Regions from separate parts of the Danio rerio genome. Here region 1 is linked to region 2. Evidence: chromatin contacts called from public HiChIP or PLAC-seq data. All regions are on one chromosome and are shown on one strand. The core of a region is the stretch at or near the end of the contact, and the rest is flanking DNA. Distances in the headings are between cores, read along the strand shown. Region 1 holds the start of ckmb (creatine kinase, muscle b). Region 2 holds the start of mark4b (MAP/microtubule affinity-regulating kinase 4b).

The links. HiChIP or PLAC-seq counts read pairs in DNA pulled down with a chosen protein or histone mark.
Region 1: a contact with region 2 is called in an H3K4me3 HiChIP or PLAC-seq map of gastrula embryo, with 5 times the contacts expected there. The contact joins the promoter of ckmb here to the promoter of mark4b in region 2. A contact is called at or near these places in 6 of 18 Hi-C or Micro-C datasets (caudal fin, embryo and hematopoietic stem cells) and 4 of 4 datasets of contacts at active chromatin or transcription factors (caudal fin, embryo, gastrula embryo and 1 more).

The regions. Positions count from the first base shown.
Region 1 is chr15:26,109,566-26,113,907 of GRCz12tu, reverse strand. ckmb (creatine kinase, muscle b) reads left to right here and starts at 1,285. Exons shown (of 6, transcript NM_001105683.1): 1 at 1,285-1,488; 2 at 1,817-1,971; 3 at 2,039-2,171; 4 at 2,251-2,546; 5 at 2,634-2,823; 6 at 2,917-3,373. The coding sequence starts at 1,299. The coding sequence ends at 3,095.
Region 2 is chr15:26,016,549-26,020,833 of GRCz12tu, reverse strand. mark4b (MAP/microtubule affinity-regulating kinase 4b) reads right to left here and starts at 2,924. Exons shown (of 18, transcript XR_012390840.1): 1 at 2,100-2,924.

The sequences.
Region 1 (4,342 bases), core at 36-2,535, 95 kb before region 2:
TTTAGAACCTGAAACCCCCATCAAGAAGTGCAGCTATCCAATGAAGTTCAAGCATGCAGGAGCGGGACAACCAATGGGCAGCAAACATTGAAGTATATAAACCAAGGTCTGACGTCTTGCAAAGTTGGGCAACCCCTACATTGGCTTGGTGAACAGGATCTGATCCCAAGGACTGTTACCTTTTCTCCCATACAGGTAAACTCAAGAGATTTTACAAGGGTGGTAATAAGGGGTACTTGATGAAACATGAAATTCTTCAGCAAAAAGGACATTTTCTATAGGAGTTTCAGTTTGGTTGAACCTACGTATTCCCCACTCAATTTAGTCACACTATAATTGTGTTAATGATTGAAAACATCATACAAGCCTGAACTCTTGTGGTTTATCTTATTTTCTAGAGTATATATTTATCATTAATAAATATTAAAAACTGCTTAATTCATGCTAGATATGTAGACTGTCCTTGTCTGATTTTTTTTTTTTTTTTTTTAAAGTTATAATGCATGAGAAATCTAAGAGTGCAGTCTAAAGTAGATTTGTCATCTTTGGTAGGAGGCTTGACACCTGCTTCGGTGCAAGGTCATGTCATGTGTGATAGGATTTACGGCTAATGAATTTTACAGACTATAAGACTATTTATAAGGCCTCAGACATTGGATTATTTTTCTCTGGAACTGTATGCACAAAGCTGTTTATTACTCCTGAAAAAAGATATTACACCTCAATTATTTAAATAGTAATTTTCATAAAAGCAAAATTGATGTGGATTTAAAACTAACTATGGGGCGATTGTGGAAACTCCACCCCTGCAGAAATGAGAGAGGTCAATATGCTGTTTGCTGTAAGTGACAGGAGTGAGTTTGGCAGCTACGCTAAAAATATCATCTGCTGTCTGATGCATATAAGCATGCAAGCAATGCAGCAACCACTCCATGTAGAAATATGAGGTGCCGCATAGACAGGGGAACATGTTCTGTTACTAAGAGACTGAAGTTTACTTGGGACAAAATATCGTATGTACTAACCTTGTCTGGCATCTTATTCTGGACACTATTGCTGCTTATTCCTGACTAACAACGATTGGTTGTCATAAAAATAAAAAAGAACGGTGCAGTTGGTTCCCCTTCTTTCCTCAAAAGTTTAGGCTACACCATAAAGGACCTTGGTAGGCCTAGGACAATATTCCTGGTTGTCCAGTCTGAAAATGGCCTTGCCAGAAAGACTTTCAGACTTTTCTCTAGATCCTGTCCTAACTTGCCTTCCTTTGTCTTTTGGTAGATTGCCGGAAAAGTGCAATCATGACTAAGAACTGCAACAACGATTACAAGATGAAGTTTGCTGTGGATGAGGAGTTTCCTGACCTCTCCCAGCACAACAACCATATGTCCAAGGTCCTCACCAAGGACATCTACAACAAGCTCAGGAGCAAGTCAACCCCCAGTGGATTCACCCTTGATGACTGCATCCAGACTGGTGTGGACAACCCTGGTAAGCACTACATTTAAGCATTTAACAGACAATTTTATCCAAAGTGACTCACACACATGAACAGTAGACATGACTGTGGGCTGGTAAATAGCTGTTCACCTTAGGGAATCACCTTAGCCATGGTTTTGAGGGTGGTGAGAGTGCTGGATATTCACTTTGCTCACCTACAATCATTGCTGGTCCCAAGACTTGAACCTGCGACCTTGGGATCACAAGTCCATCTCTCACCATTAGGCCCCAGAACACTTGATTACAATCTCCCATACAAGTCTCTTAAGATAGCTCAAGCAATGATATATGAAGTACTGCTCTTTGTTTCTAATACAAGGTCACCCCTTCATCATGACTGTCGGCTGTGTGGCTGGGGATGAGGAGTCCTATGAAGCCTTCAAGGAGTTGTTCGACCCCGTCATTTCTGACCGTCATGGTGGCTATAAGCCCACCGACAAGCATCTTACTGATCTGAACTGGGAGAACCTGAAGGTATGCTAAAGTTCTGTACAATGACAGCTGTTTTGCTCTACACTGGCTGATGTCTACCTGTGCACAGGGTGGTGATGATCTTGACCCCAACTACGTTCTGAGCAGCCGCGTACGTACCGGCCGCAGCATCAAGGGATTCACCCTGCCTCCTCACAACAGCCGTGGTGAGCGCAGAGCTGTGGAGAAGCTGTCCATTGAGGGTATGTATCAGCCTTATGTTGTCTCGATATCCACACAACATGCAAGATGATACTGACATTCACTATGGTCCTCTCACAGCTCTGAACAGCCTGGATGGTGAGTTCAAGGGCAAGTACTACCCACTGAAGGACATGACTGACAAGGAGCAGGAGCAGCTCATTGCTGACCACTTCCTGTTTGACAAGCCTGTGTCCCCCCTGCTGTTGGCTGCTGGCATGGCCCGTGACTGGCCTGACGGTAGAGGTATCTGGCACAACGACAACAAGACCTTCCTTGTGTGGGTGAACGAGGAGGATCACCTCCGTGTCATCTCTATGCAGAAGGGTGGCAACATGAAGGAGGTCTTCAAGAGGTTCTGCGTTGGCCTGCAGAAGGTAAATCCCTTTATTTACCACCAATTCAGTCAGTACTTTAACATTTTTGGTAACTCCAGAAGTTAAACAGCTTGTTGCATCTTGCAGATTGAGGATGTTTTCAAGAAGCACAACCACGGTTTCATGTGGAACGAGCATCTTGGTTTCATCTTGACCTGCCCCTCTAACTTGGGTACCGGTCTGCGCGGTGGTGTCCACGTCAAGCTGCCCAAACTCAGCACACATGCCAAATTTGAGGAGATCCTGACCAGACTGCGTCTTCAGAAGCGTGGCACAGGTGAGCTTGAATTTGTTCTAACTGTAGGTATAATTGTTAAGTGTTAGACTGTGATCGTTAGTTTGAGCAACTCTCCTTACTTCTCTTATCCAGGTGGTGTGGACACAGCCTCCGTCGGTGGTGTGTTCGACATCTCAAACGCTGACCGTCTGGGCTCCTCTGAGGTGCAGCAGGTGCAGCTGGTGGTCGATGGTGTGAAACTCATGGTTGAAATGGAAAAGAAACTGGAGAAGGGCGAGTCCATCGATGACATGATCCCTGCCCAGAAGTAAACTGCCAAAAGTGTTTCTTTTTTTTATTTGTTCATGCAGTCGTGCCATCATGACTTTTCCAAAAGACACTCCACCCTGCTTCCTTTTGTCCTACTTTTTTTTTCTCCTTCCTTTCTTTCCTGTCGTCTTCTTTTTCCAGCACTTTTTCTTCTTATCTTGCTGTTCCTCCTGTAACATCCTGGGATCAAACATCCACATAGCTAGAAACCCCTAGCTGTGTTGTATTCACCTAAACTTTTTTGGTTGTACAAAGTTTAATAAACGGCCCCATGTAACAATCAACCTTTGTCTTAAGTCTAAATAGTCCCCTTTTTTGTACTTCTGGACAAATCTGTGAACACGTACGGTAATAACAGTTTTTGTGGATTGATACATATTGATATTTTTTTAAGCATCATTTGTCATTTCTTGTGATTATGAAGCCACATTATGCTCCATTGTATTATAAGATATTTCAGTATATTTTGCAAATCATAAACAATATATTTGAACCTAAAACACAATTAAAACAAATTGCTGGTACAAAGACAACTTAATCATAATAAATAAAAATACAAACTGTAAAGAAACACATTTGAAATATTTGAACATTTAGACACACAGACACAGAAATGCAAATAGATCCAGTGTATATTTACACTAGAACTACCAAAAAAGTATTATTTTGCATTATTTTATTTCATAAATACAAAAACGCTAATTATAAACCCTCCAAAAAATTATGCAACTATCTTTGTTTTCATGAGTTCACAATTACATAATGCTTGATGATGTTAGCGGGCTTGGCATGCTGTCCCTGGAGAGAACCCTGAGCTCGGAGATAGATAATCCTAAGGTTCCAGCCTGGTCAGTGAGCATGTAAGGGTGCTTTCACACTAGCCCTTTTGGTCCACAGCCAGGTTCGTTTGATGTCAGCGTCCGGTACGTTTAGCTAGTGTGAACGTGTCTTTTGAACTCGGGTGCACACCCATGAACTGTACCCGAGTCCACCTGGAAGAGGTGGTCTGGGGTACAGTTAGTGCAAACTCTTGTATGGTTCATTTGTGGTATGAACGCATAAATAACGGAAGTAAACCACCAACAACAACGTTTAGTTTTCATAACTTTAATTTGTGTATGTACAGTTGAAGTCAGAATTATTAGCCCCCTCTTTAAATTTTCTTTTTTTTTTTTCAAACAATTTCCAAATGATGTTTAACAGAGCAAGGATATCTTCACAGTATGTCTGATCATATTTTTTTTCTTCT
Region 2 (4,285 bases), core at 1,675-4,174:
GAGCAAGTAGGAATAAAATACTGTTTATAAAAAATTCAGGTTTTAGTAAAAATTTAACTCTTTAGTCTATTAATTTATTAACAACTACACCTTTACTGAGATGAAAACTTTTGACTAATCACTGATTATGAATTGTAATTAATGTTAGGGCTGGGCGATAAAGCAAAAATGCAATCTCTATAATTATTTTCCATATTGAATGATAACGGTATATATTTCGGTATTTAACGGTATATAAGCTACAAAATTAGAGGGTCCCTTAAATGGCATAACATACTTTTTGCTGATAAATTTTCGGTGGCCAAACATTTGGTACATCTGTAATATCAACACACCTTAGATTCTCATTGATGCACGTTCCTGCTGTGTGATTGGCTCTTAGATCAATATAGGGTAAAAAGGTCCAAAGCTTATCATTGCCATTGACATAAATTCTATCATGACTGCATATAATATCCCCAATTAACAGTTATTCTTTAAACTCTCTCTCTTTGGTGAATTGATTGAACTGATTCACACAAAGTCGGTACAACTTATACACTTATTATTATATTAGGTTTTTGAAAATCAAGAACTCTTTCAGACATGTCCAGTTCGTAATTAACCAAAAGCCGAAGTGAATTTATACTTTTTGAGTGAATCGATTTATTGATCAATGGGCTGATAAAAATATGTTAACTGTCAAAAAACAGAAATGCTACAAACAGAATGATTATCAAAAATTGCAAAAATTGCAAAAAAAAAAAAAAACTGCATGTTTATTGAAGAAACATATTTGATTTGGTAAACTCTATTATTTACTGTTTCATTCACCCATTTGAATAAAATTGTGGCCAAGAACTATAATAAATCTTTACTAAAAGTTAATCTGTTTACTCATTAAAGAAGATCGCACCCATGTCAAACTAATTTGCTCCCTCATTTTGATTTAACAGAGAACAAATTATTACAACATGGCCATGATTTAGTAAAATGATTATATTGAGACTGAGAGCATATTATTGCCAACATTAATGATGGTTTACTAGGCCTACAAAAAAAAAAAAATAAATCAAAACTCAAAAATGCAAGTTTTAGAAGTTACCATAGCCACACCGTTATTTTTGCACTAATAAGAATAATAACAAAAAATTGTTACACTGTTACTATTATAAAACCATGTATGGCTACTTTTAATAATAATTTTACAACATAAGGATAAGATGAAAATATGGTTGGAAAGATGATGTCATAATTCATCGAATACACTTCATTCTGAACAAGAAAATGAAGAAGTTTTAGGCCTATAATACAAAAAACCCGGTTTAATAATTATAAAACTAGCTAAATTAATGTTAAACTAAGATTAGTATAACAAAACATGGTTAATTTGTGGTTACAGTGGGTTGACTACAATTTTTGTTTGATTTGTAGTACAACCATGGTTATATTCGTAAGGAGGGAACAAATTTTCGTTTTGTTTAGTTAATTGGTGCATACATTATACATATTCCCCCACATATAATTATGAGGGTTTTGTGTTTTTCAGTGAGAAATTGTACATTAACTTTAGCAGCTATTGTTTAGCATAAATACAATGTAGCCGACATGTCTGCTTTGTTTTTCCGGAAATATATTTTAACCTGCACTGTAAAAAGAAGGCAGGGTTCCACACAATTCATTCATGTTGTCTCAACACAAATTAAGTGAACTTAACACTTTAAACAAATTTATGTGGATTGAACATAAACAATTAAGTTGTCCCTATGAAATCTCAAGAATTGTGTTGTTTTAGCTCATTTTAAAAAGGTAACTAGTTTAAACAAGGAAACAAATATATACCTTTAAGTGTGTATGAACAACAAACTGAACTACAACACGAAAAACTCAAACACACACTCTTGCATTTCAACATTAATACAAAAAAAAAACAACAACATTAATTGCCAGGATGTCGTAAATATTAATTGATGACGTAAAAGAGAAGTCGAATTCTCCTTTCTGTTCTGATGTTTGGAAAAGCGAGCCTCATCACTTCCCTTCTCCACTTTTGACGACAAACGTTCTAATGGTTCGTTTGTCAAGTGGAACTAAATGACGTAAGAAAGCTTTACACTTACGTGGTCTGCATTCCTGTCGTTCCCCGGCTGCAGCGCTGCGCGAGAAGACATCGTCCCTGAGCTTCAGCTTTCAGCAACGCTGCCTTTATTTGCAGGGCTCCGCGTACAGTTGCTAATTGAATCAGACCCGGTCCGCAGCCGAGCCAGTATCGAGAGGCTATCGCTGCCCTCTCCGACCACCACTATAGTGTTTTCCCTCTTAAACAATCCTCATTTTCGCCCAAGTCTGCTGGATGCTATGCACAATACTGATGGGATGAGAACAAAGATAAAAAGGCTATACTATGATGCTCATGTCTGTGGTGGTTCGGCTAGCCGGAACAATAGATCATTTTGTCCTGAGCTAAACAAAAATGTCCCATACCAGCGAGTTTTTTGTATGTTGAGTCGACTGTAGATCACGAGACACAACGAAAGAAAACAAAAGCAGAACAGAATAGGAAAAACAGAGCTACCGCAGCATCAAACAGATGAAAACAGACCCATTTTTTCAAAGAGTCTGGGTTGTCCAGAAGAAAATAAACCACTCCCACGGACGCGGTGTCCCCTTCAAAGACTCATCTGTGCACATTTCCAGGAAAACAATATATTAATAAATAAACATCGGCGGATACAGTACGAAATGCAAACTGTTAAGCGTATGTCGAGTGCACTCCCGTCCCGACAGGCACCGGTGGGCAATATCCTTTTCGCAGAGGCAGTCCGTCTGTCAATGCTCCCAGACGGTATAGCTTAGCTTATAAAAACTGTACAGTGGCTGTAAAATGTTCATCCCCAGCAGCGTGTGACACTGGCATCAAGGAAGGACGTCAGGAGAAAGAATAGGCTGGGCAGGGCTGCGGCGGACGCTCACACACACATACACAGTCACACACACTTATGCACACCCTTCCCCCATGGTCCTAAAGACACTGTTCATTCATTCAAGTAACAGACTCGTCGACTGACAAACAAGTCTGGCCATAATAAAAGCGGACCACTCCTCCTGCTGGACACTGTACGGCAGTGCAGCTCAATCCGGGAGAAATTGAGTGCTTCTGAAAAGTGCTGGTGCGGTTACTGAAAAAATGGTCGTTAGTTTCGGATTACAAACAGCATGATGATACATGTAGCCAGTTATGTAATCTGTTACAATGCACATTTTAAGTAATGTTATCTTTTCGATCATTTCTAATCATATATTTGAGATTATTGTTATTAAAACAACAAAGAGAAAAAATAATATTTATGCATTGTTGTCAGCATAATGATTTGCATTAAACATTGCGTTGTGTTGATAAAGAAAATAATTATTGTTAAATTCATTAAAGTCATTGTTAAATGAAATTAATTAAATTAAAATGGATTAAAATACATAACTACATAGGCCTAATACATGTTCAGCTACAGTAAAAAGTTGTCTCAACGTATAATTTTAAGTTAACAAACATCTGGACATTTTTGAGTTGACTCAACTTTCAACCCAATAACTGCACTTGACTAGATTTACGTTCTCAAAAATGTCCTGAAGTTTGTTGCCTTAAATTTTAGTTTTAAAGTCAACTTTATAGCAAAAAAGTTTTGAAGTCATTGTAACACATGAACAAACATTAAATGTTTGACTGGCATTACTATATTGTGAATATAAAACTAAACAAGGGCGGTGTGGTGGCGCAGTGGGTAGCACTGTTGCCTCACAACCTGAAGGTCACTGATTTGAGCCTCGGCTGGGTCAGTTGGCATTTCTGTGTGGAGTTTGTATGTTCTACCCGTGTTCGCGTAGGTTTTCTCTGGGTGGGTGCTTTTCCCCCACAAGTGCAAAGACATGCAGTACAGGTGAATTGGGTAGTGTGTGAATGAGTGTGTATGGATGTTTCCCAGTGATGGGCTGCAGCTGGAAAGGCATCCAGTGTGTAAAAACATGTTCTGGATATGTTGGTGGTTCATTCCTCGATGGAATCCCATGATTAATAAAGGGACTAAGCCCAAAAGAAAACAAAAGAATGAAACAAAACAACATGACTATTATAAAAAGAAAGTGGAAAAACTAGTTATGAGGATATAAAAAGAACTATTAAAGGGCTCGAACCAGCGACCTTCTTGATGTGAGGGGATCGTGCTACCCACTGCACCACTGTTACGCCTATATTTATTCATTCAGGAGAATATTTTATCCAAAGCGACTTACAAATTAGAATAAATGAAGC